Regions from separate parts of the Mus musculus genome. Here all the other regions are linked to region 3. The links are chromatin contacts, called in public Hi-C, HiChIP or PLAC-seq and promoter capture Hi-C maps. All regions are on one chromosome and are shown on one strand. Each heading gives the region's core, a stretch centred on a gene start, on an enhancer-like site or on the middle of the called end of the contact. The rest is flanking DNA. Distances are from core to core; before and after follow the strand shown. Region 1 holds the start of Abraxas2 (BRISC complex subunit). Region 2 overlaps Zranb1 (zinc finger, RAN-binding domain containing 1). Region 3 holds the start of Bub3 (BUB3 mitotic checkpoint protein). Region 4 overlaps 1500002F19Rik (a long non-coding RNA gene). Region 5 holds the start of Wdr11 (WD repeat domain 11). Region 6 holds the start of Nsmce4a (NSE4 homolog A, SMC5-SMC6 complex component).

Evidence for each region. Promoter capture Hi-C pulls out the DNA fragments that hold promoters and counts their contacts. A called contact is a pair of places that touch in the nucleus more often than the background predicts. HiChIP or PLAC-seq counts read pairs in DNA pulled down with a chosen protein or histone mark. Capture Hi-C pulls out chosen DNA fragments and counts their contacts.
Region 1: a promoter capture Hi-C map of pre-B cells shows a contact between it and region 3, with 5 times the contacts expected there. The contact joins the promoter of Abraxas2 here to the promoter of Bub3 in region 3. A contact is called at or near these places in 8 of 39 promoter capture datasets (the C10 cell line, the HPC-7 cell line, embryonic stem cells and 4 more), 4 of 484 Hi-C or Micro-C datasets (B cells, CD8 T cells and embryonic stem cells), 6 of 115 datasets of contacts at active chromatin or transcription factors (astrocytes, embryonic forebrain, embryonic stem cells and 2 more) and 3 of 9 other capture datasets (adipose tissue, liver and pancreatic islet).
Region 2: a promoter capture Hi-C map of stem cell-derived epiblast-like cells shows a contact between it and region 3, with 3 times the contacts expected there. The contact joins the enhancer-like site here to the promoter of Bub3 in region 3. A contact is called at or near these places in 2 of 39 promoter capture datasets (liver and stem cell-derived epiblast-like cells), 1 of 115 datasets of contacts at active chromatin or transcription factors (embryonic stem cells) and 2 of 9 other capture datasets (adipose tissue and liver).
Region 4: an H3K4me3 HiChIP or PLAC-seq map of pro-B cells shows a contact between it and region 3, with 6 times the contacts expected there. The contact joins the enhancer-like site here to the promoter of Bub3 in region 3. A contact is called at or near these places in 3 of 39 promoter capture datasets (liver, pre-B cells and stem cell-derived epiblast-like cells) and 3 of 115 datasets of contacts at active chromatin or transcription factors (embryonic stem cells, large pre-B cells and pro-B cells).
Region 5: a contact with region 3 is called in a promoter capture Hi-C map of adipose tissue, with 2.8 times the contacts expected there. The contact joins the promoter of Wdr11 here to the promoter of Bub3 in region 3. A contact is called at or near these places in 2 of 39 promoter capture datasets (both in liver) and 1 of 9 other capture datasets (adipose tissue).
Region 6: a Hi-C map of CD8 T cells shows a contact between it and region 3, with 5 times the contacts expected there. The contact joins the promoter of Nsmce4a here to the promoter of Bub3 in region 3. A contact is called at or near these places in 3 of 39 promoter capture datasets (liver, neutrophils and pre-B cells) and 3 of 484 Hi-C or Micro-C datasets (CD4 T cells, CD8 T cells and the G1E-ER4 cell line).

What each region holds. Positions count from the first base shown.
Region 1 is chr7:132,857,940-132,862,234 of GRCm38.p6, reverse strand. Abraxas2 (BRISC complex subunit) reads right to left here and starts at 3,010. Exons shown (of 9, transcript NM_198017.3): 1 at 2,902-3,010. The coding sequence starts at 3,000.
Region 2 is chr7:132,964,546-132,969,250 of GRCm38.p6, reverse strand. Zranb1 (zinc finger, RAN-binding domain containing 1) reads right to left here. Exons shown (of 10, transcript NM_207302.3): 3 at 2,557-2,744. Among named protein-coding and RNA genes, the nearest start is that of 1500002F19Rik, 33 kb to the right of the region's middle. Within about 2 kb of position 3,345, at least 4 of the 459 cell types and tissues checked have an H3K27ac peak or open chromatin away from gene starts, as enhancers often do. A contact at or near this core is called in stem cell-derived epiblast-like cells, where this site is marked.
Region 3 is chr7:131,558,608-131,562,821 of GRCm38.p6, reverse strand. It overlaps Bub3 (BUB3 mitotic checkpoint protein), which reads right to left and starts at 2,452. Exons shown (of 8, transcript NM_009774.4): 1 at 2,368-2,452; 2 at 1,918-2,112; 3 at 1,216-1,285. The coding sequence starts at 2,112.
Region 4 is chr7:132,891,367-132,896,003 of GRCm38.p6, reverse strand. The region is part of intron 1 of 1500002F19Rik (a long non-coding RNA gene); the gene reads left to right. Among named protein-coding and RNA genes, the nearest start is that of Gm46003, 3.2 kb to the left of the region's middle. Within about 2 kb of position 2,418, at least 29 of the 459 cell types and tissues checked have an H3K27ac peak or open chromatin away from gene starts, as enhancers often do. A contact at or near this core is called in pro-B cells, where this site is marked.
Region 5 is chr7:129,588,582-129,593,426 of GRCm38.p6, reverse strand. Wdr11 (WD repeat domain 11) reads right to left here and starts at 1,564. Exons shown (of 29, transcript NM_172255.3): 1 at 1,364-1,564; 2 at 340-451. The coding sequence starts at 1,449.
Region 6 is chr7:130,544,149-130,548,711 of GRCm38.p6, reverse strand. Nsmce4a (NSE4 homolog A, SMC5-SMC6 complex component) reads left to right here and starts at 1,331. Exons shown (of 11, transcript NM_001162855.1): 1 at 1,331-1,720; 2 at 2,740-2,817. The coding sequence starts at 1,438.

The DNA.
Region 1 (4,295 bases), core at 1,761-4,260, 1.3 Mb before region 3:
GAAGTCCCTATTGCTGAAGACACTCCATGCACTCCAGAAAACGGACCCCAGAGCCCCAAGCTGGAACTGATCTAAATCCACCCACCAGCCCCGAGGACTAGCTTTTATAGTACCAGAAGGCATCGTTCAAGCTTCCAAAGGAAGGAGGCAGCTGACAGTTCTACCCAGCTGTAACACTTGTGAACCACAGCAATGACCTGCGTATCACACTAACTCCGAGGCTGCAGTAGTGGCACACATAACTTAGGAATAACCATCGGCTCTCTGGTTGGACTTAAGATCTGCTCAATAAGAAGAAAACCATGGCTGATACCAGATACCTAACCAACTCCTTTGTGCTAGTGAAGTCAGGGACCTTGGAGAAGCTACAAGCATCACTTTACTGAACCAGCATGACCCCTAACAACAATCTAAACATTTGTCTTTATACTCACAGATACGTGTACTCCTCACTCCTCAGCAAGGAAACATCTCTTTGCAACAAATGGAAATATTACAGGAAACCATAACCAAATGCAGAGTTGTGGAGCGCAGTTCCAATGAATACATTTACAAAACTCTCCCATACCAAAGGCTCAGGGAACATAAGTAGAAGAGAGGGCAGAAAGACTGTAAAAGCCATAGGATCATGATGTTTGTTGTGAGATTGTCAGAAGCTATGCTCATAAAGTCTCATAAACATGTCTGCCTAAATATGAGCTGAACAGGACGACACCCATAGACAGGCCAGAGTGGTCAGGCAAAAGCCCACAGGGCCTCAACCCTACCAAAAGAACTCCAGGCATCTAAGGAGTGTCGAGAGTGGGAGAGAGTCTTCCCCAGGGAAGAGCACACCAATTGGTTATCCAAAACAAAGGCACAGTCCTGAACCTTACAGATGAGGAACATTTTTCAGGCTAAGCAGGTTATATTTAGGAATATATATGCATACATATAAGCATATAATAGTGATTAATAAAAAAAAAAGAGACCATGTATTTGAAAGAAAGCAAGAAGGAGTATAAGTGTGTGGGGGAAAGGGAGTCTGGAGGGAGAAAAAGGAAGAAATGATGTAGTTATAATCTCAAAAATGTTTTCAAAAATGTTTGCTAACTTTAGCTCCACAGAATAAGTTTAGCTTTAGATTAATTTTCCTAGACCAAACAAACACATCTTTTAAAAAGTAAATTCTTGGTTCTTCAACTTTAAAACTGACTTTTTTTTTTTTTTTTTTTTTTTTTTTGGTTTTTCGAGACAGGATTTCTCTGTGTAGCCCTGACTGTCCTGGAACTCACTCTGTAGACCAGGCTGGCCTCGAACTCATAAATCCACCTGCCTCTGCCTCCCAAATGCTGGGATTAAAGGCGTGTGCCACCACGCCCCGCCTGACATTACTTTTAAGTATTCCACACCCATAACTGTGGTAAGGTTAATATAAAAATGTATAATCATATAAAACACAATTCAAACTATTGGCCTTGTATAAAATTTCTTCCCTCATGCCAAGTAGGAGATAAATATTAAGGAAATTGCTATTAAATAGCTAGAAAGCTAGAGCTGGGTTTAATGGCTTCCCCTTGAAATCCCCACACTTAGGATTGGGGGTGATCAGGAGTTCAGGGCCAGCCTTGACACTATCTCAAGACAACAAAGAATAAATAACAAGTGAAGAAACGGAACTATGGCAGTTTCTAGAAATACTGTCCAAGTTTCTTATCTTTATAATAATCTTGTCTTATACACAAACTATGACATTCCTAGGTACTCTCTAAAACAGAATAAATAAGCACCCTGAACTCGTAACTGCAGTCCATGGACGCTAGGAACTTTACAACCACTTACAGTATTAAGAGCTAGCTGCAATACTGAAGGCTAGTAGGTCAGAGCTGGCTTTAGGAAAAAAAGCAGAACAATGCTGAATATATTCCTATCAGTAATCTCTGCCATCAACACTGCAGAGATGAAAAGAACAGTAAATTCATTCCACTCAGTATACTCATGGAATCGCCTCTCAGAATCAGTCTTTATTAATGGAATCGAAGATCAGTGACATCAAACCAAATCCAGTTTCCCTTCTAACTACTGTTTTTATAATGACAACCACAAAAAGCCCCATCTCTTATTCAATGAATTTAAATCGTTCACCAATAACAACAACACACACACAAACCGCTAATTGGTGGGAGAGTAATGTCCTGTAAAAGCACCTATTTCACAAATAATTTCCAGAGGTCAACGGCATTGAAAGGCAATTCGTAAAATAAAGACACCGAAGAGTCCTATGGACTCCATGGCCTGTACATTTCTGATCGCTCATAAGTGGGCCTGTCACTTCCCTCTTAAGACAAGTTCCGGGGATTAGAACACTCGCTGAGGAACTAAACAGGCAACTTTGAGGAAGTGCAAACAAGACTCTGCACCTAACGAGCCTATTCACATTCTCCATTTTCCACTGGGGTGAAAAAAAAAAAAATCCAAACAGCCACATCTGATAAGTATGAACGGTGACAGACACGACGACCCGTGTGGCCGGGGGTCAGAACTTGGATCCTCTCCTAGATTACAACCCAGACCTTTGAACTCCATCCCGACCCAAGGCACTCAAGTCTGGAAGCGCGATTCTCAGCGAGGGGTAGGCACCCAGTTTTGGCTAGGCGACTCCTGACACTGGCGGGGCCGGGCGCTTTAGGTCCTTTGGACTGAGAACAGCTGTGCCAGGACCCGCCCGAGGCCGAGAGCGCCAGAGAAGGGCCCGCGGGGTGCAGGAGCTGGAAGGGGGCGGGAGCCGCCTGGGTCACCAGCTCATCGGTTTGTCCCGGGGATTGAAGGCCGAGCCTCCAGCGGTCGTCGCTTGGCCGCAGGCGCCGGCCTGAGGAGGAAGCCGAAGGCCCCAGCGGCCACGGCAGGGGGCCCGGCACCTACGTGGTCGGCGTTGCTGTTGGCGCTGTGGAAACACACAGCGCTGAAGGTGTAGCCCGAAATGGAAGCCGCCATGATGGAAATCTCCACCTCCCCCATCATGCCCCGCGGAGGGTGCACAGCCTTCCGGACGCCCCGCCGCTGAGCATCCTGGGAAATGAAGTCCTCCAAGCTACTCGAAGCTAGGACAGGGAAGTAAAGGATTCCAGATCAAAGAGAACCAGCACCTTCAGTTTTGTGTGTTCCTCAGACACCGGCCTGTCTGTACAGCCTTGTTATAATCCAGTTTGTCCCTTCTGCAAATGAAGTTGAAGGATGGAAGGCCGGAGATGATTCCAGCAATTGAACAGGTTGAGATTTGACTTGGGAACAGCATGATGTAATTTCAACTTGAACAGACCACTTTGCCTGCCTGGTTGAGACTAATGCGTAGGAGAAATGGAAGGGAAGGAGATTTACAATAATCCCCACCTGGTGCAGTGACAGGGGAATTATGGTCAGAAGTAGTGGAGCTGGTAAAACGATTGGATTCTGGACTCAAAAACAATTCAAATATAAGTCGTGTAAGGGCAGAAGGGTTGCATGTCGGAGGCCAGCCAATGAATGCTACATAGACTTGTTTCAACAAACAACAAAAACAAAAACCTTCAAGTTTGACAAAAATCATAGAAGACAAAAACAAATAAGTAGCAATGAATAAACTATCAAATTTAGAAAGAAAAAAAAAAAGGGAACTATTTCTTCTGCAGCTTGCTAAGACTTCAGTATTCCTAGCTGGGCTCCTGATTTCCCTACAGAGCTACTTCTCACTTCTTTTCCAAGTTCAGCAAATAAAACTGTTTATGACAATTACTCAAATCAAAACCTTTGCAGCTGGGGCTGGAGAGATGGCTCAGAGGTTAAGAGCACTGACTGCTCTTCTGAAGGTCCTGAGTTCAAATCCCCGAAACCACATGGTGGCTCACAACCATCCATAACGAGACCTAGCGCCCTCTTCTGGAGTGTCTGAAGACAGCTACAGTGTACTTGCATATAATAAATAAATAAATCTTAAAAAAAAAAAAAAAACCTTTGCAGCTAGCCTTAACAACTTCTTTTCTCTTGTTCCCTACATCAGATCAGCTAAAACGATCTTCAAAAAAATACTGAGTCCTACGATTCACTACCAGCACATCTGCCACCCTGACCCAAAACACCATTTTCTCTCTCCTGGTTATGACAACTTCTCAGAGTCCCAGTTGGTGGCAATTTTGCCCTTAAGGGATGCTTGACATTGCTAGGAGATATTTTCCAATGCCAACCCCAGGGGAAGGAGGTAAACTCAGGAAAGGCCTCATAACAGAATTAACCAGTCCAAAATGTCGAGGTAATGAAGTGAGGCTGTTGACCTGCAAATA
Region 2 (4,705 bases), core at 2,096-4,595, 1.4 Mb before region 3:
AACGTTTTTTTTAAGATTTTATTATTTATTATATGTAAGTACACTGTAGCTGTCTTCAGACATCCCAAAAGAGGGCATGGATGGTTGTGAGCCACCATGTGGTTGCTGGGATTTGAACTCAGGACCTCTGGAAGAGCAGTCAGTGCTCTTAACCGCTGAGCCATCTCTCCAGCCCTGTCCAACATTTTTGTCAGTGCTGAGGATTTAAATTCTGATCTGTACACTCTAAGGGCAAACCTTTTCCCACAGAGTCATCTTCCAGGCCCTCTCATGGCATCTTGACCTGAACCATTCAGCTAAGATTCCCAACTCCTGCAAAATGTTTAAGTAACAAAATGTCTGTTGTAAAGCTACTAAATTTTGAGGTAATTTGTGACATAAATTATGAATTCATAGATACTTTAGCACCATCTCACCATTAGTCTCCAGACTGCTTTTAGGAGCCCAGTAACTAGAATGTCCCCTTTGAGCCCTGTGTTCAAAAGCCCAAAGAAATCTATTAATACCCTAAAAAAATTTAACCCTGGCTCACAGCCATCTTCTTTTATCTGGTCACATGCCACCATTGTCAACTATACCAATTACAATGACATCCTCTGCAATGCAACAATTCTAGTGGATATTACAACACCAATACAGTCACATTTAGGACACCACAAAGATACTGTATTCTAGCCCACGTTTCAAAAATCTGATCCCTCTACTCACAATGATCCCTTTTCATAACACATATCTAATACTCAGCAGCCTGCCTACTGTTTTCATCACAGCATCCACTCTTTCTGAATCCCTTCCCTCAGTCTACCCAACCTTTTCCCCTGATGTTACTGGGATCTTGAAAATTAAATGTAATGGCTAGCCAAAAAAATTGAGTTTTCATCTACCTTGCATATTTTTAAATCTCCATACAGTATCCTGGACACTGGCACATTTGAATATCAACTTATATATTTCTATAAAGTATACCCAGAAAATGTACAGTGACAAAAACGGAACCCATCTCATTATGAAAACTAAAGTCTCCTATCTGAAAAATAAAGTCATATACTCAGGAATAGGATCCCTTTTACCGTCATAGTCTAATTAACTCAATTTCTCCCCAAGCTTACCTCACATGCTAACTTCTATTCCTCCTCAAGAAATCTAATGAAATGGGGTTCAGGTACCCTGTATGCACAAGGTTCATCCCTAACATGACATAAAACAGGTGTGGCAGTGACACACCTATAATTCCAGTGCTCAGAAGGTAAAGGAAAGGGTTAGAAGTTCAAAGTTATCCTCAGTTTCATAACAAGTGGAAAACTAGTCTGTGTTTTGACATATGAGATATATGAGATTCTGTGAAGGGGAAGGAGGAAAGGCAGGAGGAGGAGCAGGAGCAAGAAGAGAGAGAAACTTGCTGAAATAGGATTTGCTCTAAGCATTAAGGGAAAACACCTCCCAAGTTCTTTCCTAAGTACTCAATAAGAATTACCTTTCATGTCTCCACTTTTCTAGAAACTCAATAAAGGAAGAGTTGGCATACTTACAATTATATCCTCCTCAGCCACAAAGCTTGGCACATAGCAGAAGTACTGAATAAATATTTCTTAGTTGAATGAACAAATAAAAGATAAGTCTCCATGTGTTTTAATAAAATCTAATGACTCAAATATTGTGGAGAAAAGTCCCGCTTCAAAAGGCTATATTGCTAGGGACAATGGTGTAATGAGCAACTTCATCAACTCAGGAAACTGTATGTATATGCATTTCAAAGCAAGATGTTGTATGCATGGTGGATCACTTGACCCTGGAAGATCAAGGCCAGCCTAAGCAGCACAGTAATATCTCATCACAAAACGGGAAGAGGGTACATTGGTAAGACAGTCTATAATCTAAGCACTTGGGAGATGGAACAGAGAAGGATCAGAAGTTTAAGGCTATTCTTGGCTACCTACAAAGCTCACTTGAGTTACATGAGACCCTATCTTTTAAGAAGCAAAAATCAAACAACGACAAAAAAAACATACCAGGGAAGGAGTCTCCTTTAAAATACTATGAAAGGAGCTAGCATGAGAGGTGGCTCTGTAGTTAAGAACACTGGCTGCTCTTGCAGAGGATATGAGTTTAGTTTGTGGCACCTACATAACATCTTGCAACCAACTATAACTCTAGTTCCAAAGGGATCTAACAACATCTTCCGGCCTTTGAAATCACTGCACTCATATTGTCCACACATATACATACAAGCAAGCAAAAGATTCATACAAAACTATTAAAATCTCTTAAATGTAAAATGGTTTTTAAAACCAAGTAAAAATGTTTAAAACATTTAAGAATAGTTTGAGAAAACACTGTTACATTAAAAATAAAAATTAGGGCTGGGGACATAGCTCAGTGATAAAACACTAGAATATACAAGGCCCTATACTCAACCCACAGTGTAACCACAAAAACAATAATAATGAAAAAAACTAAAGAACCTATTTCTTCATATAAGAACATTAAAGCTGGTGACAGTTCAGTGGTAAAACATTTATTTACCCCTAAATTCAATAACCAAATCACCATACTTACCTCTGTAAGCAATATCGCTAACATGTCCTGCCTCTGAAAGCGTATGGCCAGATGTACCAGAGTGTAGCCAACATCAAAAGCAGAAGGACGGTTCAGCAAGCGTACTTCATCTGCAGTAAGCTGGCGTGCAATGTCTCCTCCCGATGACTTGTATGCTTCTATGGCTGCTAAGTCACCTTCCACAACACCTAAAACAAGCACCAACATAGAAAAGAACTTATTTTGTTTCAAAAGGTATATACAGATGAAGTGACCACATTAAATTCTTTCAAACATTTCTTTGTCCTTCCTGGATCCTGGGATATCATTTACATCACCTAAAGAAAATAAGGAAAATTAGTATTTCTCTACAATTTCAAAATTTCCAGACTAGAACTGCCTAGTTTGGTACTTACCTCTCACATCATGGCTAGGCTCCATTCTATGGCAAGCTCTAACAGTAAGTGGATTAAAATTAATGAGGACAACCTAGTTTGAGAAACTAGACTTCACAGAAGAAATGAACCTTTATTGTTCTGTACTGACCCTGATCGCAAAACCCAAAGAGACGTACATGAGCTTTCAATTGGTATTTGCCTGTTTCTGCCCTTTACCTGCTGCTTGCTTTTTTTTTTTTTTTAAATAAAAAGAATTATTTATTTATATTATGTAGAGGAGAACACTGTAGCTGTCTTCAGACAGACCAGAAGAGGGCATCAGGTCCCATTACAGATTGTTGTGAGTCACCCTGTCTTTGCTGAGAATTAAACTCAGGACCACTGGAACAGCGGTCAGTGCTCTTAACTGCTGAGTCATCTCTCCAGCCCCCTTTACCTGCATTTTTAAAGCAGAACAAACACAGAGCTTTCTACTGTGCCGTGTAGGTCTAAAATAATTTTCATTTTAAGTAAAAATTGACAGCATTTTGATTTCAGAATCTCCTAAGACTTCCTCATATATGTTACAAATTGTTCATGAAGAGTCTATGTGTACTGATTCACAACTGTCATTGCAGCCCTCTGCTTAGGAGATAAAAGCAAGAGGGCAGGATGCTTATGAAAAGTCTGGACTACAACAATGATTTTCAGGCTAGCCTATGCTAGAGAAACAATGTCTCTAAAGAAAGTGGATAGTGTATACCTTTAATCCCAGCGCTTGGGAAACAGAAGCAGACAGATCTCCATACAACATGGTCTACTGGGGGGGTGGGGGGGGACACTACACAGGCAGGGCAGTGATAGTTGTTAAAAAGAAACCTTATACAATTTTAAATATGCTAAAATAAAACAATTAGAATAGGAATATAAAATAAATACCATTTTCAAAGCCATAAACCTTCTATTCCCATTTAACTATGTTATTAACCATCACACAAATTAATGTTAAGTAAAGAAAGTACTTACTGAGCAGCATGGATAATAAACAGCCTTGAGGGGGAGATAATACACACTAGCTTTTAATAAGTACAGTAAAACAAATTACCAACTTTTTCTGTGTTTCCTAAGTTGTATCAGAAAAAAACATTCTTCCAAGTAAATGCTAAAATTAGCTAAAAATATTCTTAGTGTGCGTTTGAAAGGCATTTTAATTGCCATGTTAAATTAGGAATCGAGATAAAAGTACTCTTTATACCTGGTATAACACAACAGTCCCCTCTTTATTAAAGAAACCAATCTTAAAATTGATCATTTAATTTTCACACTCACAGGATATCTGTGGTGTGTGCTCTAGGCAATATGAGAAGCACAAAAGACAGTAAGTACATGACACCAATCTTCCCAAAAATCCTTTTAAATCACATCTGTGAGACATGAATGAAGTCAGCTTTACAATTTTTCAAACTCTGAAAAGTCATGGATCTTTTCCACAAATCTAACTCTGGCCCCAAACCCCAACATGTACATACAAACTTTTCAGGATAGGGTTCATAAGAGCGCATGCATGATGTTGTGGACTGCATAGTACTAGTTCTTAGGTCTCTCAGACAGGAGGATCCAGTGAGCCTAAGAGCTTAATGAGCGCCTAAGTAATAACAACAAAACTTTTCAACTCAAACTATAAATAAAAGCCGACTACATTTAAGCTGGGAGTGAAGCTTGCCCCATGGCTAGCCTTTTGCCATGCATGAACAACCAACTGTAACTCTCATGTTACTAAAGAAGAATGTCAC
Region 3 (4,214 bases), core at 1,203-3,702:
AATTTCCTTCCTGTCAATTTCAACTTTCACAGTATCTCATTTGTTCATTCAGTAAACATCTACTAAATATCTACTGTGTGCCAAAGCCCATGTGACAGACAAAAAAAAAGGAAGAGGACCAGGACCAGGATCAGGAATGTAGCTCAGGCAGAGTGCTCTCCTCGCATGTGCATATTAAACACACAAAGTCACTTTTGGACAGAGGCCTCTTCCAATGAAAAATCATTCCTTTTCTCCTGGAAACAGAGTCTTAGTAGTCTAGGCTGGCCTCAAACTATCTATATAGCCGAGGCTGGCCTTGAATTTCTTATCCGCCCGCCTCCCCTTCCCAAGTGCTGGGATTCCAGGAGCAGCATCACACCTGGCTCAGATGTGCTTCTCAGTCCACTCGGATTGCTCAAGCTGGCCTCTAGGTAGCCACATGTCTACACCCCCACCATCGCTTTCCAGTATACCTACATCCAATACAGGGCAGGCAAACAAAGCTCAGAGCGCTTTGCACGTCTTGGGTTCCATTCCAAATCCTGCCACAGTGAAATCATAAACCTCTTAAGAAATGTTTTTACACAGCCAACTGAAATACATTCTCCTGCTAAGAACGCAAAGGCATCACTAAGATAAATATGACGGGGCTACCGTGCTCCATTTTTAAAATGTACTTTTTTTTTTAGCCTGTGAAAAGACCAACCTAAAATATCAAACTGTCCAAAGAAATCCTGACAAACCGGACCCTGAGTCCAGTCCGCTGCTTAAGACTTCTAATAGTGACAGTCAAATGCTTAAATGATGCTTCCACTAGACACTTAAGACAGTGCTCAGGGGCTGGAGAGATGGCTCAGCAGTTAAGAGCACTGGCTGTTTGCTCTTCCAGAGGTCCTGAGTTCAATTCCCAGCAACCACATGGTGGCTCACAACCATCTATCTGTAATGAGATCCAATGCTCTCTTGTTATGTGTCTGAAGATAGCTATAGTGTACTCTTATAAATTAAATAAATAAATCTTAAAAAAAAAAAAAAAAAAGACAGTGCTCAGAAGGGGCTTTACTGCAAAATTCAGGTTCCATTTGTGGTAACTTAATCCAATTTTAAAAGTCTATTATCAAAGCCGTGTTCCGCCTTCACATAAGTACTGAAAACACCTACTCTTCTTAAATAAGCATTTCTACACAAATACACTAGTAAAGAAAAACTGGTAAAATGTAGCTATATTAATACCTTGATCAGTGTTCAAATCGTGCATTTTCAGTTGATGATCTAATCCACCACTCCAGGCATGCGTTGGATCCTACAAAGCAAAATTTGGGTTTGATTTTTTTTCTTTCTTACTTTTTTTTTTTTTTTTTTGGAAGACACTATGTAGCCCTGGTTGGCCTCAAAACTCAAGAGCTCTTCCTGCCTCTGCCTCTGGGATTAAAGTTGTGGCCACCACATCCTCCCACCCCACTCTTACATTTGGAGCCAATTCAAAGTTACAAAGCTTTAGCAAGCATTTTCAACATTGCTATTTCTACAGCCAAGTGTTATGTCCAGTGTGACAGAAACTAAGAAGCAAACAAAAATGCAAGTTAGTGATCTCCACAAGGAAGCAAATACAAGGTGGACACCAGGAGTTAAGGCTAAATTAGACAACATTCATTACTTTTCAAAGGATAGCTAAAAATCAGTCTTGCTGCTAACTTCAATTATCTATGTCCAGAAAGTTTACTCAAGTCTGAATTTACAAATGGAGATTGAAATTGCCACGAGAGAAGAAATAAGAACACAAACCATTGTAGTAGGCTTGATGCCAGGCTAAAGGGAAGAATTCCCGAGTAGTTATGAACTATCAGAATTCTCGAACCGTGTATGAGATGCTACTGGCAAGGCCTAGGACATCTCAGTATTAAGGGGACAGGAGCAGAAACTGAATCCACCTACGTAGAAGGCGCAGTCCAGGACAGCACCAGTGTGCTGGTACTTGAGCCTCATGGAATTGGCGGGCACATCGTAGAGGCGCACAGACGTATCCCAGGAGGAGACCAGGAGGAACTGGGATGTGTTGGGGCTGAACTTAACCGAGGAGATGCCATCCTCGGGTGGCTGGTTCAGCTTGAATTCGTTCGAACCGGTCATCTGTAGAACAAAACGCTAAGTCTGAGTTCCTAACCGGAGCAACAGAGGCCGGCCACGGCCTGCGCCTGCGCGAGTCCCCCTTGATCCAGGCCGGCCGCCATCCCGCTTCCGCCGAGCTCCACCCGGCCTGGCCTCCTTCCTTGCCCGCAGATCCCCATATAAAACACAATGGACCTCGACCGGATCCCTCTGTGCATCGATGCGCCGGCCACGGGCCACAGATCCCGCTCCGCCCGCCCTCGCCCGAACCTCTACCTCCTGTCCGCCTAAGCAACGTTTCTGCACCGGCCACTACCGATCCGCTTCCCTCCGAGCACTCGCAGGCAAAGCGGAGAAGGCGGAGAGGAAGCTCCGGAGCAGGCCTATCATTGGCTGATTTTGAACGCCAACGGCTCGATCTCGGCAGCTGATTGGTCTGATTTACTGCTTGCCTCATTTTCCGCAGTCATCCTGTTCCGGCTCAAAGGGAAGCCGCGTTTCCCCCCCCCCCCCCGTTCACCGGGTCTCTTAGTACCTCCACGCCGAGGTTACATCTCTGGAGCTGCGGAGGGAAAACTACAACTCCCAAGTATGCTCAGGTCATGAAGGCGTTCACGCCCGCCCACAATTGTATGCTGCATGCTGGGAGTTGTAGTCTCCCTGGAGCTGCTTGCCTGAACATCCACAGACTAGAAGGCAGAAAAGAGATTTTATCTAGCTCTTGTGACATCCTTCTCCTCTATCTCTCAGACACAGAATTTCATTTTGGTTGATAACTACTATAGATATAAATTAATATTTTCTTTCTAGCCGTGCACATACCCCTGGACTTAATCCAGACTAGTCATACTGAAGAATAATTTCTAGTCAAAGGTACTATTTGCTTTTATTTTGCTGGGTTATCAATTTGTGAACTAGAGACTCATTTCCCTTGAGTTCTAGTGATCTCATTTTTATCGTTTCATCTCTCCACAGTTTTCAAGCACCTGAATGTCAGGCCTCTTAAGCAGCTCTGGGAATACACACTCAGTCAAACTACTCCTTGCTTTAGAAGAGTACCACACCCATAAGGGTGAACAGAGCAGGACACAAATATTTCCAATCTTTAACGATCAGCCAGAATCTCTTAGGAATGTTCATCATAGGACCTAGCATTGTGACTGTCCTCCCTCTCCCACCTTCCTCTGCATTATCATGGAAGTTGCAGGCTCAGTTTGCTGCACTTTCTGTTTCTAGAATCCTCTAAAAAATATGAGAATCAAAAGGTTGTTTTGGTTCTGTGAGAGAAAAGCAGTACTTAACAAACAACATAGTAGCATACTGACATGCAAAATGTTACTGAGTTTCTAATTAATCCTTGGATACAACTTCTTTTTCTCTGTCCCATCTTTTTGAGACAATCCCTTTTATTTTGAAATTGTTGCATGAAGTAGGAAGTTGTCTCTAGTTTTAAACTACTTAACTTTCAAGGTACATTTTTAAAAAAAAAGAAAAGAAAAGAAAAGAAAAATGATCTTGCCGGGCAGTGGTGGCGCAGCCAGCACTTGGGATGCAGAGGCAGGTGGATTTCTGAGTTCGAGGCCAGCCTGGTCTACAGAGTGAGTTCCAGGACAGCCAGGGCTACACAGAGAAACCCTGTCTAAAAAAATAAAAGTAAAGAAAGAAAGAAAGAAAGAAAGAAAGATCTTATGTGTGCACAGACTCTGAACTAAATGCACTTAAGATTCCTGACAATAACACACACACACACACACACACACACACACCAGTCTTTTGTCCTGATGATGGTTATTATGGCTAAAATATTCTGGTTGTCTTCCCTCTCCAAATAGTTCTAGTATGTGGTTCTTTCTCTCTCTTCTCTTTCAACAAATCAATGGCCAAGTTCAATTTTTTTTAATGCATTGAGTTGTTTTGCATTCTAAGTTTAGCCAAATAATTTTACCTCTTGACTTATTTGGTTCTCTTTCCCAGTTGTTTATTTAATTCTATTACTGTTTCCAGATTCTGAGCATAAATTACCTGCTAATAAAATCTAAGCATATTTCATTATCCCATGTGTGTATGATTCAGGCCCCTCTGGCCGCACACTTGCAGCCCAACTCTATTTGAGTTTTAAGAAA
Region 4 (4,637 bases), core at 1,169-3,668, 1.3 Mb before region 3:
TGCGAATCAGGAGGGTGTGCGCTCAGCCATGTGACTGAAGCTCGCTCATTTCTGGAGCGGAGCAAGCATCGGTCTGCCCTTCAGAGAGGAACACATGGGTGTGAAACAGCAAACATGCCTTTAATAGCAGACATTTCCTGATGAATATGCAGGTGTCCAGAGGTGAAGCTGCAGAAGCCAGACCATGATGGGTAAGCGACCTGGGAAATATTTTCTCTACCAATTACCAGGTGACATTTGGGTTTCCAGAGACGCTGAGGCTAAAGGAATATGGCTTTGCCTACAGAAGGGCCCCAGTTAGCTGGCTTCGGTATTGATGGCCTCCTTCCCTGAAACAGAAGGAACAGAAAGAACTAATGAGATACCCACAGACTTCACAGTCAGGCAACTCCGAATGCTTCCAGTCTGGCTCACTTTATCCTGTGTGGACCAACTGGACCAAACAATTGTCACCACGTAGCATGCCTAATAACACCTGTGAGGTGCTTGAAAGACAGCCACAGAGAGTCTGGTAGACAGTGGGTATGCCGAGTGTGGCTGAGGCTATGGTCACCCAGGCCTGGATTCTTGCCACTAGCCTGACTTGTTGTGAGGGCTGAGGTACTGGCTCTGTGCCAGGCTGTACTTTCTAACCAGAATGACAAGTGAGGTCATCAGGGCTGAATGAATCCAGTTATCGTCAGCCCATAGGCTTTCTCGGCTCTCATCCTCCCATGTAAGGCAGAGGCAGCAAAGGAGGCACTCAGAGGCCCAGCCCTCTCACTGCCATGTCCTTAAGTCTATGAAAACAGACTGATCATCTCAACCTCACCTGCTCACCAAGACCCCCTAGTGAGCACTAAAAAAATACCAGGGCCCAGCTGGCCTAGATCAATCAGATGAAGAGTTCTCAAGAGGGAGACTCAGTGTGGAGGGATTGGCTACAACTCCCCAGGGTGCTCTGAAGCAGGCTGGGTGAAGAGCTCTTCTCTTGCAGCGCTGGCACCACACTCACGTCATCAGGCTTGCTTGGCAAGCTTTCTTACACCATAAACCATCTGTAACTTCCAGGCCAGGATTCTCAGGACCTTATGTCAGCAAAACAGGAAACAAGGCCAACAAGCAAGAGCACTCAGATGCACTCAGACCTTTACAAGCGTATTTTCTGTACTCCACTCCAAGCACAATGCAAAAGAAACCTTTCACCAGGCGTGGCGGCGCACGCCTTTAATCCCAGCACTCAGGACGCAGAGGCAGGCGGATTTCTGAGTTGGAGGCCAGCCTGGTTTACAGAGTGAGTTCCAGGACAGCCAGGGCTACACAGAGAAACCCTGTCTCAAAAAACAAACAAACAAACAAACCTTTCAGTTTAAGAAAAAAAAAAATGGGGGCCCAGACAGATGACACAATGGTCATCTGCTCTTGGAGAGGACCCGAGTCTGGGTCTCAGCACCCATGATGGGCAACTCACAACTACCTGCAACTCCAGCTCCGGGGGACCAGACACCCTCTCTGGCCTTTATGGGTACCTGTACACGTGTGGAATACACTCAGAAAGATGTACATAAAGCAAAATAAAATATGGGATAGAGAAATGGCTTCTTAGTCATTGTTCTATTGCTGTGAAGTGACGTAATGACTAAGGAAACTTTTATAATAGAAAGCATTTAATTGTGGGCTTTCCTGAAGTTTCAGATGTTAGTCCATTATCATCATGATGGGGAGCACGGAGGCAGACATGATGTTGGAGAAGTAGCTGAGAGACTGGACCTGATATGGGCTTTTGAAACCTCAAAAAATGTGACATACTTTCTCCAATAAGGCCACACCTCCTAGGCCTTCTAATCATTTCAAATAGTGCCACTCTCTGGTGACTAAGCATTCAAATATATGAGCCTATGAGGGCCATTCAAACCACCTCAGATGGTTCAGTGGTTAGGAGCACTGGCTGCTCTTCCAGGTTCAATTTCAAGTACCCATATGGAAGCTCACAACTGTTTGTAACTCCAGCCCCAGGCAATCTGATTCCCTCTTCTGAGTTTTGAGGACATGAGGCATGCACATGGTAAACAGACATGTGTACAGGCAAAACACGCATACAAATAAAATTAAATAACAGCATATCAACAACTGACGCCGAAGTGATGGCTCAGCAGTCAAGAGCACTAGCTATTCCTCCAGAGGACCCAGGTTCAATTCCCAGTACCCACATGGCAACTTAACTTTCTATAACTCTAGTTCCAGGGGATCTGACACTCTCACACATACACACATGTTTAAAACATCACTGTACACAAAATAATAATAAAAATAAATTATTAAACAAATAACAATTTGGGGCCTGGAGAAACAGCTCATTGTTTAAGAATACTGGCTGCTCTAACAGAGAACCCAGGCTTGAGTCTCAGCACCCACGTGACAGCTTACAGTCAGCTACAACTCCAGTCCAGGGGATCTGACACCCTATTCTAACCTGTGAGGGCACTGACTACATGTAGTGTGGACAACACATCCCTACATATATCAATCAATCAATCAATCAATGTAAAATAATGGTCTAAAAATAAATAATTTTAAAACTAGGGGTAGGTTTATAGTAAATTGACTTCTTCAGTCTGACAGAACTTCTACAAAAAAGGACACAGCCCATTGTGGGTGGTGCTAATCTAGCAAGTACTCCTGGGTAGTATAAGAAAGCAGGCTGAACAAGCCATGGAGAGCAAGCCAGTAAGCAGTATTTTTCCATTGCTAACTTTTGTTTTTCTTTCAGTTTCCTGCCCTGACTTCCTTTGATGATGGACTGTGATGTGGAACAGACTCTGAAATAAACCCTTTCTTCCCCACGCTGCTTCTGGTCATCATGTTTTGTCACGGCAATGGTAATCCTAAGATTCAGTTAACGGCCAGGAAGGGACAGGAAGGGGACTTCTCAAGCCCAGTGTATTTCCTTCCTTTATCGTTTATTTATTTTTATGTTTATGAATGTTCAGCATATGTATATATATATGCACCACATGTGTGCCTAGTGCCCAGGGAGGTCAGATGAGGGCATCAGATGGTTATGAATCACCATGTGAGTGCTGGAGTTCTCTGAACGAACTAGTGCTCTTTACTGCTGAACTCTCTCCACCCCTGTGTCCTAGTTCTTGATCTTCAGGCCAGTTACCTAGCCGAGGTGACCGGGAGGATTCTGTATGTTCATGATTTGTGTCCTCTTCTGTGCTCATTATACCTCGATTAAAAACTTACCTGAACAAAAGAGAAGGGGAAGAAAGGAAGAGAGCAGGAAGGGGTGGGGAAGTAAAGGGGCGAGTGGGGTAAGGAGTGGGCTGGACACTGCTCCTGCCTGGTCTCAGGGTGCCTGGAACACTCTGCTGTACTCACGTGGTTTGGTTGGGAGCAGATGGTTTGAAAGAGGTGCCAGGACTCTCTTCCACCCACCTCTGCTCCTGAGGGCTTGGATGTCATCAGCCTTGCCCATAACTCAGCCCACTCTCCCTGGTAGATGAAGATATGAGTGCCAGCCCCCGGATACAGAGCTGGATTAATCTGCTCCTCCACCTGGGTATCTGTGTGGGCAGGCTGAGGGAATGTGCAGGGGGAATCTGGGTTAACTGCTGAGATGGCCGTCACCCCCCACTGCAGGTGGCCTTCCCCAGCCAAGCTGGGCTGGTGGGGGAGAGAGCGACTGTGCTGGTCAGGAGGGTCCCAGAGGTTGCTGCTGCCCCAGGTGTGGTACCTTTGCCCGTGTCTGGCTCTTGCCCGCATACACTGGACGTGCCAGGACACTGTGAAGGGCATCTCAGGTTGGGCAAGGACAGCCGCACTTCCTAAACTGGCTGCCAAGCCCTGTGGGGCTTCCAGAACATTTGAATGTTTCTGCTCTTTGTTTATGTCTATCTAGGGCAGACTACCCTTTCCCAGGCTAGCTTTCACTGAGCCCATCTTGATTGAGAGCAGCTGTAGAGGAGGCAGGAGGCATCCTCCTGGATTTTTCAGCAGCTTTGGGACATTGGGTACATCATGATGCATGCCAGCATCTCTGGTCTCCCTAAGAGACAAGCGCAAAGCATCCTTGGCTGCCTAGTGTTGTAGCCACTAGCCAGGCAGCTATTTAAGGAAAATTGCATTACATTTTAAAAAGTGCATGAGTGTACAGGTGTATACACAGAGAGAGGCCAGAGGGAGACATTAGGCATCTTACTCTGTCACTCTCCACCTAATCTCCTAGATATTAGGTCTCTCATTGAATGTGGAACTTTTGGGCTAGGCTAGTAGCCAGCAAACCCCATGATCCTCCTGTCTCTGCCTCCCCATCCTCAGAGCTGGGGTTACAGGTGTATATGAGTGAGTGTTTTTTTACATGGCTCTGGGGGATTTGATCTCAGGTCCTCATAGCTGCACAGCAAGTGTTCCTACCCACTGAGCTACCTCCCCAGGTTCTTTTTTCTTTGTTTTGACTCAGTGTCTCACATATTCTGGCCATCCTCCACTTTTCCATATAGCTGAACTTCTGACCTTTCTTCTTCTATATCCCGAGTGCTGGGATTATAAGCATATTACCACCGTACCTGATTTATGCAGTGCCAGGAATGAGCCATGGGCTTCCTGTGTGCTACTACAGTACTCTATCCCAGCCCTAAAACTCAATTATTTTG
Region 5 (4,845 bases), core at 315-2,814, 2.0 Mb after region 3:
AATCACAGATTATATTCGCCATGAAATCACAAATCAAAACCACAGTGTGACTCACACCCACAAAGACAGTTACACTTTATATTTTCTTAGCACATGGTAGTCAGTGTTCAAAACTAATGGATGAGGGGGTGCTATGGTAAATGACAGAACTGGTATTTCCACTCACCTTTTCAAAGTGCCCCAGAACTAGCACTTAACAATGTATTCTGGATTGACATTAAGTCATGGGTATGTAAATGCTAGGCAACCCTAGATAATTGTATTTATATCTATGACTTAATGAGAACCTGATGACGTATTAAACTTGAGGTTATGGGGCTGATGTGTGACTTAACTTACCTTAACAATATCAGCTTTATGTTTTTCTAGAACTTGTAGAGTTTGGGCAGTATTGGAATCGATCACTACCACCAGTGAATGGCATCCATATGCAATTAAACCTTGCCAGCCCCTGGCGAAACAAGTGTTAAAATATAAAACAAAGCGACTCAACTTTGCCTATCATAAACAAATCTAGTTCACATGTGCCATTATTAGTAGTACTTCTTAAAGTGAAAGGCTTGTGATATTGTTCCATTTACAAAACACCCCCAGCTAAGTTTACAAATATTTATTGAGACTCATTTTCACTCAGATCAACAGTTCTAAAAGATATCTACAAAGAGCTCTGATGTGCAAAACCAATCTGGGCTGGTTTTGTATGAACACATGCTGTCTTATTCAGCATTTAATAACATTTATTTTTTATAACAACATAGAATCCACAATGCCCCTAGGATGAGTGACTAGTCTTAGTCCTTTCAATCAGATAAAAAAGTACATGAGAGGTCTCAGCCTCCGCAGCAACATTCCTAGCACAACAGTAATAGGATTTGCCTCACATGGTTAGTTCTCAGAACCTGGGTGTTATTTCACTGTGGAAAGAGAACTGGCTGTGGAGGCCGTGCTTCACGGGAACCAGTAAAGATAAAAGTGGGAGTAGGTAAGTGACAGGACACAGTTTGGGGCATTGTTGAATGCATCTAAGTGAAAAAGAGGAGTCTGAAAGAGTAAGAAAGAGTCAGGACCAGGAAGAGAAAAGGAGACAAGGAGAGAAGCCCTCCCGGGTGCAGGCTGGGGAAGAGGAAATGGGGACAGTAAAGGAATGAGATGCGGAGAAAGAACCCAGGACTGAAACTGTCTGCACCGAGGACCTGCCGGCTCCAGGCATTTGCGACTTATAGGACAACACAAATGTCTCAACTAAAAGCAAATCTGCGAGCTGTGGGACGCTGGCCGCGGTCTAGGCGAGGAAAACCGGAAGCCCAGTGTTCTTCCCCGTCCCCTCGCGAACTGCGGCCGAGGCCGGAAGCACTGCCCTCACCAGTCCACCGCCGCCTTGTTGTGCGCGTTGAGAGCCCCGGTGAGGGTGCGCGCTGACACCTTGAAGTTTACGGTGTAGGGTAACATCGCGGCGGCACCCCGGCCCTCCCCACCGGCAGGCAGGAAGCGACACGAGCAGCTCTTCCGTTCCAAAGTCCGGGTAGTCGCGTCCGCGCCAGCAGTTGGGTTCCGTGAAATCCCAGGTTCCTCCTTCCAATAGTCCGTCGTCTCTCCAGGAACTAGGACTTCTAGGTTCCTCCCTCTCCAAAGTTCCGAAACTCAAGTGAATCCCATGGAGTGTGGGTTGGAGCTAAGCATGGAAGAGGGGTTCTGCTACCAGTCGCATCTGCTTTCTTCCTTTTGGGAGAAAGATTGCTGGAAATCGTGAAAACAAAACAATAAAACTCCCAGTTTGCTTTTCTGCCTTTGATATGTTAATTTAGGGCAACTACCATTGCCAGCCACTGTTTGTTGTAGAAGGGTCCTGCATGAGAAGACACAGTGACTGTCTACTCACTAATGCTCACTAATGTTTGTTCTCTTTTTATTATGTGATAACTATCCTGGCTAATAGGGTTTGCATAACTCGCTCCCAAAGGACCATGTATTAAAAAACGTGATTTTCCCTACTTTAGGAAGAAGGGCCCATTGGGAGGTTTTTAGATCACTAGGAGAAGCGCCCAGGTTGGGGTGGGAGGTGCTGTTGAAGGGAATTGTTGGACCCTGGTCTTTTCCTCCTTATTTTTTGTGGCCCATGAAGTGAAAGGTTTTGCCATCTTGCTGTGCATCGTCACCATGGTATAGGTTCAAGAACAATGGGGCAAACCAGGCATGGACTAGAAGCTCCGAGATATTGTCCTTTAGAGACTGAGTATCTCGGGTGCTTGTTTCAGATTTGGAAATCTGGCCAACACACAAGTGAGGTGAGGAAGACTCAGTGAGTAAAGATGTTGAGTGTCTTTTAGCAGCAATTTAGCCATTTGTAATTATTTTTAAAAATACCCTATTGGGATATTTTAGCTCACTTTGTCTTTTCACTTCTGAGTTATAAGTATTCTTCGTTTATTATAAATTGAAGTTCCTTTTCATATATATATACATATATAATGTTTATTAAAATATACAAAAGTATGTGTTGAATAAACATATAATATAGAAATATATTTTATGATATGTATATTATATGATATATAGCACAATACATTATAGAAATTATATATTATAATATGTAGTATTATAAAATATACATACATAATATAAATACATACTATGTTTATATATAGATTATATTACAATATTTATATATAAGATTTATATTAAAACATATAAGATGTATATAAAAAAACCACTGTCGTTCCATAAATGTCAACATGAACCTTGAGTCAATTGGCTACGCAAATATTCCCAGCAAAGTCAAAGGCTGCAGTTAAGAGGACTTAAGTGTGTTCTCCAGCACCAGAGTGAGACAGCTCACAACCACCTGTAATTCCAACTCCCAGGGTTCACACCCTTCTAGACTCTAGTGCTCCTGCTCCTACACAAGAACATACCCTCACATAAACACATAGTTGAAATGAAAGGAAATCTTAAAAAATGATGAAATGAAACAAATGTTGGTAAGTTGTTCTTTTGATATTCTTTACTATATATGTAGATTTCATCTGTATTTTTAGTTACTGAAACTGCATAGCATGATGACTCTTGGAACCCTGCTGATAGTCCTGCTCAGTGCTTGCATATGTAAAAATCTACATGAATGTCCCTCTTCTCCTGCATCTTCAAGGGGCTCATGGAAGGTCGGTGTTACTGAGGGCTTTAGGTCACTCATTGTGACTCTGAGAAGCATCTTTAACTCCTTTCAGCCTCTGTGCTGGCTTCAGTGAGACGTCCCTCACCATCCTGAGCATTAGAGCATTTGATTTTTCAGTTGTCGGTTGTTTCGTAGGTTCAGGAGGTCTGGCCTGGATGGAGGAAGTGTGTCACTGGGGACAGATTTTGAGAGTTTAAAGGCTTAGATAGACCATCTCAAGTTTGTTTTCTCTGCTTTCTGCTTGTGGTTTGAAATGTAGTTCTCATGTGTTCCTCCATCTTGCCTGTTGCCATAATTCCCTGCCTTGATTGATGCTTATCCCTCCAGAACTGTAAGTCTAGATAAACTTTGTCTTTCCTAAGTTGCCTTGATCATAGTGTTCTGTCAGAGAGATAGAACCTGCACTAATACAAACTCCTTCCCCCTGTTATTGTGGCAGAGAAAAGGATTAAATTAGACCAAACATTTACAAAGCCTTAACGTAACACTTAGCTTCCTATAATTCCTTGTTTATTTACTGATAGGCATAAAACAAGGCCTGCTGTTTTCAGTGACTGCATTGCTTCCTCTAAGATATCATTTTAGCAGATAAAGACCTTTCTTTTTGAAGGCATGGCTTGCAAGAGAAGAATTGATAAGGATTTGGGTGAAAATAGAGTCCAATTTGGCTTGTGAGCCTCCAAGACACAAACACCATGACAGCCAGCTTTAAAATGAGGGCTATCAGATCATTTCAATGAATACAGGGGCAATATTGAAAGAATTATTGGCCTACAAGGGATATCATCTCTCTGTCTACCATGTATCTATCTATCTATCTATCTATCTATCTATCTATCTATCTATCTACCTATCTATCTATCTATCTATCTATCTATCTATCTATCTATCTATGCATCTCTCCCTCTCTCCCTCACTCTTTCCCTCTTCTCCTTCCTCTCCCCTCTCCTCCCTTCTCCTCTTCCCCTCCCTCTTCCCTTTCCCTTCCTTATCTGTCTCTTCCCCTTCCTTTTCCCCCTTCCCCTCCTCTTCCTTTTCTTTTCCCCTCCCCCTCCCTCACTCTGTATCCCTTTCTCTTTCTTTTTCTCATTTTCCTCTTCCCCCAGGCTGGCCCAGAACTCACTGTGTAGCAGCAGAGTGGCCCACAACTCACTATGTAGCTCAAGGCTGGCCTCTAGTTTATGTCAGTCCTCTTGACAAAACCTCCTTCTAAGTACTTGTCAAATGAAGGTTGTCTTTATTCAATCCATTTCGAACAGACCAGAGGAAGAGTTTTCCTGGCCAGTGTTGGACAGGAGCATGGACTTAGGCTGCCCTGACCTATACAAACAACCTTTTAAAATATAAGGAATTATATAGCTCAAGTAGGTATATGCATGTATGCGTGCATACATATATGTGCATGTGTGTTCACGTGTGCATGTGTGCATGCATGCATGTGGGGCAGTGGGTGTGGAGGAATAAAGGGAGTGGGAGAAAACCCGAGTCCTGCCAGAGTTCTGGTGCTCTGGGCAGGCAGACACAGAGGATTGCTGCACGCTTTCCACGTGTGTGTGTCCAACTGTGGGAAGCTACGGACCCAGCCCATTGGGGGTGGACAAGGGGAAGTCCTAGGTCTCTGGACCTCATAGAGGCCAGAGATAACAGGTTCTCAGTCTCGGGCATCCCAGACA
Region 6 (4,563 bases), core at 82-2,581, 1.0 Mb after region 3:
ATACGTGTAAGGGTGTCTATGCATAGCTTCCTAGTTCTTTTTTCTTTGGAGGCTCTAGAAGCAATGATATCTCAGTAGCAGTGAGCTCACTAGGCTTTGGATCTTGGTCTCAAAATCCTCTCAGCCTTTGTGAGGTAGTTAGATTCACGAGGATCAGGAACTCAATATTAGCTTCAGCTACAGGGTCAGTTTGAGGCCAGCCTGGGTTACATGAAATCCTATGTGAGAGGGAGGGATGGAAGAAGGAGAAGTGTGTGTGTCAGAGGGTAGATTACCTCAGGATTCCTAAGGTGGCATAAAAACTGGTACATGGGCGGGCGGTGGTGGCACATGCCTTTAATCCCAGCACTTGGGAGGCAGAGGCAGGCAGATTTCTGAGTTTGAGGACAGCCTGGTCTACAAAGTGAGTTCCAGGACAGCCAGGGCTACACAGAGAAACCTTGTCTCAAAAAACAAACAAACAAAAAACAACAACCAAACTTGTACACGGCAGTGTGGATCCATAATCCTAGTGCGTTGGAAGTGAAGACAGGAAAATGCCTAGATCTTGCTGGCTATTTAAGTCCTGTCAAAAAGACGAGTTCCAGGTTCAGCTAGAGATGCCTTATGGTAAAGAACGTGGAGAGTGGGCTGGAGAGATGGTTTAGAGGTTAAGAGCACTAGTTCTCATAGGAGTAGGGTTCCATCGCCGTTATCCACAGGGCAGCTCACAAACCCTTCTTAACTCCGGTTCCAGAGGAGGTGTGCACGTCCTATTTTGACATCTGAGGGCACTGCATACATTTCGTCCACAGTGTGCACGCAAATAAAGGATGTATATACACACACAACAAATCTAAAAAATGTGGAACTGAAAGAGGAAGACCCCTGAAGCCAACCTGCCGTTTGTACCCGCAGATGCACACTTGTGCATGCGTATCTATGTACAGTGCACACACACACAATTACATGGAATGATATGTATACATGTATCTTTGAAACCACATTGCATATAATTATCTTCCTCAGACCTGTTATAGGGTATCTGTTGTTAGAGAATCAGCTGTGAACCTGCCGTGTGGTGGTGCAGATATTTAGAAGGAGGCTTAACAGTTTACTATGGTACAGTCAAGGAACCCTGTTTTGTTTGTTGTATCCTCCCCAAGGCCAGAGGAGCCAAAGAGACAATGGGAAGATGCATGACTAAGTGGGGTGGGCATTAGGATCAGAGATCTAAAGTCCTAAGACTCTTGCTTGCAGGGTGGAGTAACTAAGAACCAATGCGAGGCACAGACACAGCCAACGCCGCCGCGACCTCCGGGCCACAGGTGTCGCTGTGTGCTCACGCGCCAGCCGGGGAGCTGCGTTGCTCCTGGAGCCGGCGCTCGAGCCCAGCCGGGGGTTTCAGTTTCTGGCGCGAACTTCCGCCGCTCCGAAGTTGCAAGGCGAATTGGCGCGATGTCTGGCGACAGCAGCGGCCGCCGGTCTGAGGGCCGGGGCCGGGGCCGCGACCCGCACCGGGATCGCACCCGCTCCCGGTCCCGCTCGCGGTCCCCGCTGGCCCGCCGCGGCGCCGCGCCGGAGCGCAGGGAGGCAGCGGAGCGTCCGAGCTTGGAGGACTCCGATCTGTCTGATTCTGGGGACGAGCTGATGGACCCGGCCTGCTTGGAGGCCGAGTACGACCAGGGCCTGTGCCGCCAGATCCGCCATCAGTACCGCGCTCTCATCAACTCTGTCCAACGTAAGGTGGCGCTTTGTGGCTGCGCGGGCCGGTGGCGTTCCATGGCTGGGGAGGGCGGTGGAGGTGCAGGCGCTGGCCGGTCTGCGCAGGCTCGCGGCAGCGCGCTTTCGCTTGTTTACGAAGTGCAGCCTACGCGACCTTGGCGGCGGCCGCGCAGGTGCTGTGTGGCCGGCTGGAAAAGCGGGAGACCAGACCTGGTGGTGACTTGAGCTCAGCTAGCCAGTAGGGAAGACAAGCACACACCACCAGATTTTTGTTCAATCTAGCTTGCTCCTCGTGGGCGCCTGAGCTATGGAGTCCCTTGGGATTGCTAAAATGCACATTTCCCTGCCCAGCTCGGATACACTGAATCAGAAATGCTGTACAGGCCCAAGCGTTTGTTGTGTGGCTCTCCAGATGAGCCTGTTGCTTGAGAAGTTGACAATCCTTTCTTAATCGAGCCCTTGTATTGGGAAGCCGAAGAGTCATCCCTTTGCACATTTGGGGAGCAAGTGTTTCCTGTCAAGAGTTCAAGTTTTGAGGGCTGGGGAGATGGGCAGATGCTTCTCTTGCGACCTTAATTAGATTCCCCAGAACCCTCTAAAGTGTCTCCTAAAAGTAGTTCTGTAAACTTGTATCCTCAGCCGAGGGGAAGCAGAGACCCTGGGTCTCTTTGGCCAGCTCACCTAGCCTTCTTGGCTAGTTCTATAGATAGATAGATAGATAGATAGTTCTATAGATAGATAGATAGATAGATAGATAGATAGATAGATAGATACCCTGTCTCAAAAGGCAAAGGTGATGGTGCGCTGAGGGAAGGACATCAAAGGTTGACCCCAGGCCTTCTGCACACACAGACGTTCAATTTGCTTGGAACAGTAGTAACATTGTCTCTTTCTGTAAAAGATAAAGCCTTTTTCTGTTAAAGAGATAAAGCCACTCTAATCATTACCCAGGCTGTAGGAGTGGAAGGAACTGTAAGTTGCTACTTATTAGTGAAGGATGTGCCCAGTTCCCTAAGCTTGTATTCTTTTAAATAGAAAACCGGGAAGACATACTGAATGCTGGTGACAAACTAACAGAGGTCCTGGAAGAAGCTAACACTCTGTTTAATGAAGGTAATTCATGATTTTAAATCTGTTATTGCAGCTTATACTCACTGGGTTACTTTTATAGAAGCCAATTATTGTTGTTCCATAATTCCCATTTACTAGTGCACAGGCCCAGAGCCTTTTCCGTTTTAGCAACAATACTGTGCACTTACCACTTGGTACAGTGTATGCTTTAGGGTTCTTCGAAGATTTCTAGAAGTCAGGAAGGAGTTGTACAGTCTGTTTTAAGAAGCCTCTTCCATGAGCTGGGCAGTGGTGGTACACACCCTTTAATCTCAGCACTGGGGGGTGGGGGAGGGGCAGAGGCAGGTCTCTGAGTTCAAGGCCAGCCTGGTCTGCAACTGTCTGTTCCTGTGCATCTACAGCTACACACAGAAACCCTGTCTCAAAAACAAACAAACAAACAAACTAGCTGGGCGTGGTGGCACACGCCTTTAATCCCAGCACTCCGGAGGCAGAGGCAGGCAGATTTCTGAGTTCAAGGCCAGCCTGGTCTACAAAGTGAGTTCCAGGACAGCCAGGGCTACACAGAGAAACCCTGTCTCGAAAATAACAACAACAAAAAAGACTAACAAAAAAGAAGCCGTGATTCTTTTGCTGGCTTGAATTTGAAAGTTTCACTTGTATGTTCTGTTAAGCAGATAGATGAACTAGAGAAGAGTGCAGCCAGCTTCAGAGATCCTCTTTTCTTTTCCTTCCTTGGTCTCCCCTCCTTTAGCTATTGATCCACCTATAACCTAATGGAGGTGCCTCATCTACAGGCACACCTCTTGTGTGTGGTTGGGGACAGTGGGGAAGAACTTTCCGTGTTGAAATCTGGCTCCTGGGAGTTTTCTATTTGTTTGAAGTTGTGTGTCCATGTGGGTTTGTGCACATGAATACAGTTATCTGTGGTGGCCAGAAGAGGATATGGGATTCTTCTCAGAGCTGGAGTACACGGAGGGTGTGAGTTGTCTGACAAGGGTGTTGGGAACCCAACCCAGAGGCCTCTTGGAAGAGCAGTACTCTGTATTAACTGCTGGTCCCTCTTCCCCAGCCGCATGGGGGCTTAAAACCACAATATTAGTTTGAATTAAAAGCAGCAGCAGTTGGTTGTAGTGGTGACCGCTTTGGCTGGTATCCAATGAGCAAGGTGGGTGTACTTCCTGATGGGAGACCAGGACAGCTACACAGACCATGTTTCTCTTTGGGCCTCTCTCACTGCTTTAGGAACAGAAAGGGGCAACTGCAGTGATAAGGAGAGAAACCAGGGATGCCCTGTTCCCTGCTAGCCACAGTTCCTCATGATCTTTCGGACAGTTTGCTTCTAGTTATCTAGGATGCCTGGTTGTTTGCGTTGTCACAGTGTTTAGTGAGTGTTGTCCTTCAGTCTTTCCTGCTCTGGCCATGGCCTCCTTACAGTTCACCTTTTTGGTCTGGAACATACACTAAATCACTTCCAGAACTTGAAGGATTGTGGCTCCTCTTCCACTTTTCCACTGTCAAGCTTTTTCTTCCATCATAGCCTGGACCCACGGTCTCATTTGTGATTGGCTCATTTACACCCCTATTATCAACCGTCCATCTTACTGACTTCTTCCATGTTACCTCCCTCAGTAGAAGGCAAAATTATTCACTCAGCTGGGCTCTCAAGAGTTATTCCATGCCGGGGTGCATACCTTTAATCCCAGCACTCGGGAGGCAGAGGCAGGCGGATTTCTGAGTTCGAGGCCAGCCTAGTCTACAGAGTGAGTTCCAGGACAGCCAGGACTA